2 separate regions of the Rattus norvegicus genome follow, and region 1 is linked to region 2. Evidence: chromatin contacts called from public Hi-C data. All regions are on one chromosome and are shown on one strand. The core of a region is the stretch at or near the end of the contact, and the rest is flanking DNA. Distances in the headings are between cores, read along the strand shown.

Region 1 (3,472 bases), core at 419-2,918, 160 kb after region 2:
TGAAATAATATTTTGATTCCAGAATCTTTATTTCTACATACTTGGAAAGGAACACTCATATATTCTACTGTATTCATAATGGTTTGCATATTCATGGTGCTTTCTCCCTATAACTTGCACATGTTGAATTTTGTTGTGGTGGTTACATAAAGAGACTGAGAAAGAAATTTAAAAGAGAAGGGTATAGAGAGATGTCTCAGCAGTTAGGAGCATATGATGCTCTTCCAGATATATGTTTGCTTCCCAATACAGATGTTGAACAGATACCCACCAATATAACTACCCATGACACACAAACAAAATAAACCTTTAAATACAATGTCATATAGTAAGTCTTCATCTTCAAAATGAAATTCAGTTTCTAATTTAGACCACTGTACTTTATGCTAAGGGACTAAATATTTTTAGAGTAATCTATTATAAAACACAGGCGTTTAACATGAAAATTAACAATTGAGTCCATACCCTGTTTGGAGATTCTAAAGTTATATGTATCTTGTACACACATAGACTTGCCAGAATTTCCTATTTGTATGTTTCTCTTAGCTTTTAATAAATTTAATTTTCCCATGGGATTCCCTTTCTTTCTTTTACTAAAATCATTTTAAACATATTTTCACTTTATACATGTACATACCTTTTAAAAGTTTCTTTTTTTAACCAACACAAAAATCCACAGTTCTTGGGGGAAATGGACAAGCTAAAGTCGTTACTACTTTAAATTTTCATTAAGCTACTTCTGAGATTAATTATCAACTCTGCACATGGGTCTGGGAAATTGCTCAGTGGTTGGAGAGCACCGGCTGCTATTTCAAAGGGCCCTGCTTTAGTTCACAGCGTCTACATGGTAGCTCACAACTCTCTGTAACTCTAACCAAGGTGTCTGATGATGACTTCTGTCCTCTATGGGCACAAGGTATCCAAGAAGGTCATACATAGCTCTACATGCTGGCAAACAACAACAACAACAACAACAACAACAACAACACCAATAATAATATTCATGCACACTTCTAGTCTTACATTAACTGTTGTCATAGTGCTATCCTGATGGTGACAAGATGTGACAGCAATGTTTGCAATCCAGACATGTGTCTTGCTCTCTTCTGAGACTTCAGTTGGAATTATGCATTTGAAGTTTTATGCATGAAAAGATGAAGATCATTTATTTGTTCCTAGTTTTTCTGCTTTGTTTCCAACGATAAAAGTCAAATGTTCTTAGTTTCCCTTCCTGCCCTTTGCAAGAACATGTCTTGCAAATTATCTTTTTCAAGTTGATAAGCTATTCATATGGTATGTAAATGCTAGAGTCAATAATCAAGGAACAAGGTCTTACAAATTTTATTGTTTTTTTAAAAAACACTCTGAATCTATTTCCTGTATATCCACATTTTCAGCTCCTTTGCTGCATCTTGAGTAGAAACAGTAGCCAGCTTTAAATGAATTTACCATCTGCTTAGCCCTCCCTCATGTTTCAGTAGGAAGAATGTATACAGTTAAGGCGGTTGTATATTTTTAGTATGCAGATTTATATACATGTTCACTCTGTAATATAAGCACACACACACACACACACACACACACACACACACACACACACACACACACACACACACACATCTTGCTTTGTAGAACTTAACAGTAGGAGCTGCTATGGAATACTGTGTAGTGTCTGCCCTCTGCTGGTTTACGGTAGGAATACAGACCTACTTCAGTGTGGTGGATTGTTTGCTATGCAAACACATTCTGGAAATTTCTTTGTTTTGTCTTCAGAGCCTCCCCGCTGGAAAAAGAAGCCTCAGAGTGCCGTGTACAGCACAGGGAGCAACGGTATCTTGTTGTGTGAAGCAGAAGGAGAACCCCAGCCCACAATCAAATGGAGAGTCAATGGCTTGCCGATTGAAAGTGAGTTAACAACTTAACCAAAGATCTGAGAGTGACACGGTAGGAAATGCAGCAATTGAATGGAATAGCATATGGTCAGACAGTTTGGGGATGTATGACGTAGATGGCATGGGCTGTGCTAGCATAAAACATTGCCAGAAAATCTTCAGGTGCTTCCTTATGGGCAGTTTGATGACAAACAGCACAATGGAAAAGACATGGATAGTGTTTATGCATATACTAACTTAATTATAAATATTATGTTACATATACTTATTTATATAATTAAGTAGTGACCTAATGACTGAATTAGGAATAGGATTAATGCAAACCGGCCCTTGTTCCCACCATTGAGAAGCAATGATAGAATAACCGAGTAGATGAAAGCGTAAGTTGGAAGTTGATATTTCTTCTACCCATGCAACATTCTCAACTCATGGCTCTCCCCTGCCCAGAACATCTATTGGCCCCACTTTACTTCCGTGTTGTGGCCAGGGCACACGTGATGCCCAAAACTCTACATGACACAGCAGCTCCCAAGCTGCTCTTGACAACACTAGAACATCCCCTTGAGTCTGGTCCACATTGGTTGGCCATAGAAAAAAGGAAATGGACCAGTCTGGGACCAGTTTCCTCAGTGCACAGGTCTGCAAACCCCAGAGCTTTTCATTGGAGCCCAGAGCTGAGGCTATTCTGAAGGTATTTGTTTGGGCAGGAGGACAGAACCTATGTTGTATGTTATGTTCTACTCAAGTAACTCAACGGGAAAACATACTAAGTGCAGGTGTGGGGCTCCCATTTCTTTCTTTGTCCTGGTCCCCTACATTAGCAGTGTCTCCGTGTGGTTCACAAACCGAAGCCATCCCATCTCAAGCTGGTCACTGAATCGTCTTAGTTTCAGTTCTGCAGAATGGAAACAGTGGTAGTTGGTAGTGTTTGAAGGAGGTTAATTTGCCAGCTACCTAAGGTTATAATTTATCTGTAGAGTTCTTGGATGGTTTATGAACTCTGGAGCCGCGCTGCCTGTGTTTGCTTGCTCATCCTAACATTTGCAAGCTGTGGGACTGAGAATGCAACTGAGCCTCTTAAAACCTGTTTGTTCTATTTTTTTATAAGCAAAACAGAGATGGAAATAGCTGTGACTTGTGGGTTTGCTATGTGGCCTGAGAAAAACACCACTCAGAATATTTTGCACAGGATCTGGCATAACACAGCAATCGTGGGAGAAGGATACAGGAGGGTGAGGAGTGCAAGCCCTGATACTTGAATCACTGACCTGACTGAAGCACCTTAAGGGTGGACCAAGGAAGCCACTTTATGAACCCCACAGATTAGGGGTTCTCTCTGGCTTGATCAGAGAAGATTCAGTGAATAGTGGCTAATATAGAGCCCTATAACTGTACAAAGTGCTAAGGGTAATTGACAATGTGTCCTTAGCCCTAAATGGGACATCTGTATCCTTTGTAGAAGTTCAGGGAATATCACAGAAGAGGGAGCTGAAGCAATGTAAGAGCTGGGGGATGGGAGCAGTGCTATGAAAGGCTGTTTTCTGGACAGGAAGGAGCCATTGCACCCATAAACTCATGGC
Region 2 (3,850 bases), core at 263-2,762:
GTCTATCTATCTACCTACCTACTTACCTACCTAGCTGCATCTATTTTCCTATATTCTGCCAGTCCATCTATTGATCTTAATGTGTCCATCAAACGACTACCAGTGAAGAAAAAGCTGAGTCTTTAAAGGTTCTGTGATTCTCTAGCCAAAATAGAGTTTTCTGTTTCTTTTGCCCAGGAAATGCCACTCCAGAAAGTGGTAAATTTGAGACCAACTTGGCTTTGTATCTCTCCTGCGGCTCCTAAATCTTGGAAATGGTTTCCTACGGGCTCAGTATTTTCCTTGTTGGAATTTATTTCAGTTTTCTTTGTTTCTACTTTAGAAAACAAGCCGCGTGAGTAATGATGCCTCGGGCAGAGGAATCACTCCAGTGGCACAATTTAAACCTAGGACACATCCTGCCCTCACTTGCATTTGTAATATGCCAGCACAGTCAGAAGGAATTGTGCCCACACACAGACTAACAGCATTGAGCCCTCAAGGTTAGCAATTAGGAACATGGAAAAGCCCATTTATTCATTTCAAAATATTTGATGGAAATGCTTCTGAGGCAGAATCTTGAGGCTCCTTCCTTCTTGTTGATCCCAGTAGTGACATCAAACTCTGAGGAGAGCACACAGCCATAAATGTCCTCATTGTTTAGTGCACTAGATGAGAACAAAACAAGACTGTATGATCAAACCTCCGTGGAGTAAAAGTTAGAAGTCAATAGTTCCATTACTATCAAAGAGCGCGTACACGCAACAGGGTTATTTTTTAAGACAGCATTGTATGAACATTTTCAAAAGTATAATCAATGTGTGGAAGAAAAAAATGAAGGAGTGTGATCACTAGTTAGATTTGGCAAAGTTTGTAAATTCTCTATACTGCATCCCGCAAAGAAACATCATGTTTATTGGTAAAAAGAGATGCATAACGCATGGGGATTGGGCCTTGGCACTGGGGATAAGCAAGGAAAGCTTTTATTCTATAGCATTGAATTAATAGAGACTAAGTAGGTAAACGTCACTGACCAATCTGGAGAAGTACTGATTGTAGCGGGACACAAATTGTACATTAGATAACAGTAGAGAAGCTTTTTAAATTTGTACCTGCACTGATTTGACAGCTAATGGAGATGGTTCTTTTGCAAATTAAATTGAGAGTCGTATCCCCCTCCCAAATGAAGAAGCAAAACCCGCAAGACATTATTTTTAAAGTGGTACAAGGCACCACACCCCTCGACCATGCAGCAAAGGGTAAAACAGACTGGAAGCCTGTGTGTGGAATATGAACGGAGGAGGGAGGAAGAGGGAGCAGAGGGGAGGAGTTTCTTTTCGTTTCCTCGGTGGCAAGGCGAACCCGGCAGAGATCCTGCCTCTTTTGGCTTAGAGATGTTAAAAATGACAAGCAAAGTTTTCTCTTTGTCCCTTGCTTTTCATAAAACCAAAGTCTTGATCGTGTAACTGCCTCTTGTCCCAAGGGAGACTGTGTAAAAGGGAGGGAAAAGAAGCGGAGTGGGTGAGGGGTGGCAGAGCAGATCCGGGGGACAGCGGAGAAGAGGCGCGAGCCAGTCTCTGGCAGGAGGGCGTGGATACCGGTGCAAGCTCGAACAGGTCCAGCCTTCTGGAGACCTGTGCCAACAGCAGGAGGGGACAGACGGGATCTCTGTGGGCAAACTAGGGTGTGGACCAGCCGGGAGCGCCTAACTAGAAACTCCCCTGGATCCTCCCAGAGGCACTGGACTCGCTGGTCCCCTTTTGCCCCACTGAGCCACCTTTAGAAGTTTTCCCAAGAGAAGGTACCAGACAGATCGGATGTCAGAGGCAGCTCAGGTAAGTCTATCTGCGCGTGCCTTACAAGGGATAGGGCTCTCTCCATGCGCCCTTTAGCCAACTCTTTGAGCGAGGTGAAGGGAAATCAAGGGTTTGCTTCTGGGAAAAGAGCAACTCTTTATGAAAAGGAAATGGTGCACACCCCTGGCCGTCCTTGCCCAAAATGGGAGTGGCTCAAGGTCCCTTCCCTAACCTGAGAAGAGGCGCCACCTTTCGTAGCACCGCCGCAGGTGGCTAAGGCTGGATTTTTGGACAGCTCCGGGTCAGTGGATGGAGTAAACAAGCTTCGAGGACCCCGGCACCTTCAAGCTGCCAACCTTCGGTAGGCTGACTTGTCTTTCTTCCAACATTGCCACTGCCTGCCTCCTTAACCTCAGGAGAGAATGCATGCCCTCCATAGCCTATAGCCTTTGGGGAGTGGGGGCAAATACATTTCTCTCCACTGCCCCTTCTAGGTCTTGGGGATCCAGACTTTCTCACCCCAGCCCCAACGTCCCTATCTAGCACTTAGTCTCTAGAGATAAATCGTGGTCGCGCCGGTGTTCCCTAAATGCCTCCAGCCTGGAATGAACGATCTGTGAACTGCCGGGTTAGGGGAAAGATAGAAGCACAGTACTCCATTTCAACAGAACACCGTGGGGGCTGGAAGGCAGGCCGGGTTGGGGAGGGGTGCGGTTGCCATGGCTCCCTTGTAGCCCAGCCTCAGGAGCTGGGGATGGCAGTCACAGACAGTCCCTTTTTCCTCTTTGTGCCTCTCCTGTCCTGTTTCTCTGTCTCTTCCTATTTTTTCCCTCCCTTGAGTGAAAGTGTGCTTAGGAAGGGAGCAGAGGGCAAGTGATTAATTTGGAGCAGGGTGGGTTGGAGCCCAGAGGCTGGGGAAATTTGGCTGTCTCCATTCCTTGGTCCCTTGGCTAAGAAGAACCTCACTTTCTCAGCCAGGGACAGGGCTGAGGAATTCCTGTTAAAAATCTGGGGCGGGAGGAGCAGCGGCACCACGGTTCAGGTATTTGGAACCCAAAGCATCAGAGAGAGGGAGTTGGGGGGTGGTCTGCGGTCTGACTGAGAGGGTGGGCGGGGAGTGCGAGTAGCCACCAAGAACTAGCAGGTGTGCCTGACACTGAGTGGCTGGGCGGGGAAGGCGCTTCTGACTCTGCCTGGGGAGAAAGGCTATCAATACCGCCCCGCAGGCCAGAACTGAGAAGAGCTTGCTGGTGGCAGCTAGAGGAAGGCGTGTGCACCACAGCGAGCTCCCGCTGCTGGAAATAGGGGGGGAGATTTGCGCGTGCGTGTGGGTGCTGAGCTAGGTAATTCTTGAAGGTACATCAAGGTAGAGTACTGGATCGCGCACCTGGCTGTGAATTCCAGCCCTATCTACTCTGGGATGTGTGACTTACAGTAGTCATTTTCTCTATGCCTCAGTTTCCCTCTTACTAATAGGTATCAGTACGTCCCATTTTGACCTGGAAGACTAGAATGAGATTATGCAAGCAGACAGTTTACCTGGCTTTTCTGATGAAAAACTAAGAAGTTAGTTATCCTTGATGGTATTGCTGTTACAATTAATCCTCGAATTAATTAGATAAGGTAGATTGTCCTTTCTCGGCATTTTTATTAAGGGCAAAATGCTGTGTTTTCTAATTTTGGAAAATGACGTTTGTTAAATTTATTGACACTCTGTTCAACTCGTAAATCTGGTTTGCAGAATAGAAAAGAAAACCTGAGCAGTTATTAGCCTATTAGCTCTGAGTCCAGTGCTGGACAGAGCTTAGAAAGCTGCCCAGGGAAACCACTGATCACAAGAGAATCCAGGGTTCCCCCACCCCCATAATTTTGTACATAGGATCTGAGCTCCATCTCTCGCCTGCTGATGGTACAATTGGGCTTGTCTCAGTTTCAGTCTCTTTGTGATAACACAGACCTATTGCTTCCTAGATTTAACTTGGCTATAGAGTCTAATATATACCTGGATCTTAGCTCTCATAGTCTTTAGTGCTCCAATACATTCAACTCTCCTAATGACAAGATGTGACCTCTTG

The links. A called contact is a pair of places that touch in the nucleus more often than the background predicts.
Region 1: a Hi-C map of Schwann cells shows a contact between it and region 2, with 5 times the contacts expected there. The contact joins the enhancer-like site here to the promoter of Chl1 in region 2. A contact is called at or near these places in 2 of 12 Hi-C or Micro-C datasets (Schwann cells and frontal cortex) and 1 of 1 datasets of contacts at active chromatin or transcription factors (oligodendrocytes).

The regions. Positions count from the first base shown.
Region 1 is chr4:138,010,858-138,014,329 of GRCr8, forward strand. It overlaps Chl1 (cell adhesion molecule L1-like), which reads left to right. Exons shown (of 27, transcript NM_001427108.1): 10 at 1,774-1,905. Among named protein-coding and RNA genes, the nearest start is that of Chl1, 160 kb to the left of the region's middle. Within about 2 kb of position 1,669, at least 11 of the 93 cell types and tissues checked have an H3K27ac peak or open chromatin away from gene starts, as enhancers often do. A contact at or near this core is called in Schwann cells, where this site is marked.
Region 2 is chr4:137,846,383-137,850,232 of GRCr8, forward strand. It overlaps Chl1 (cell adhesion molecule L1-like), which reads left to right and starts at 1,513. Exons shown (of 27, transcript NM_001427108.1): 1 at 1,513-1,814.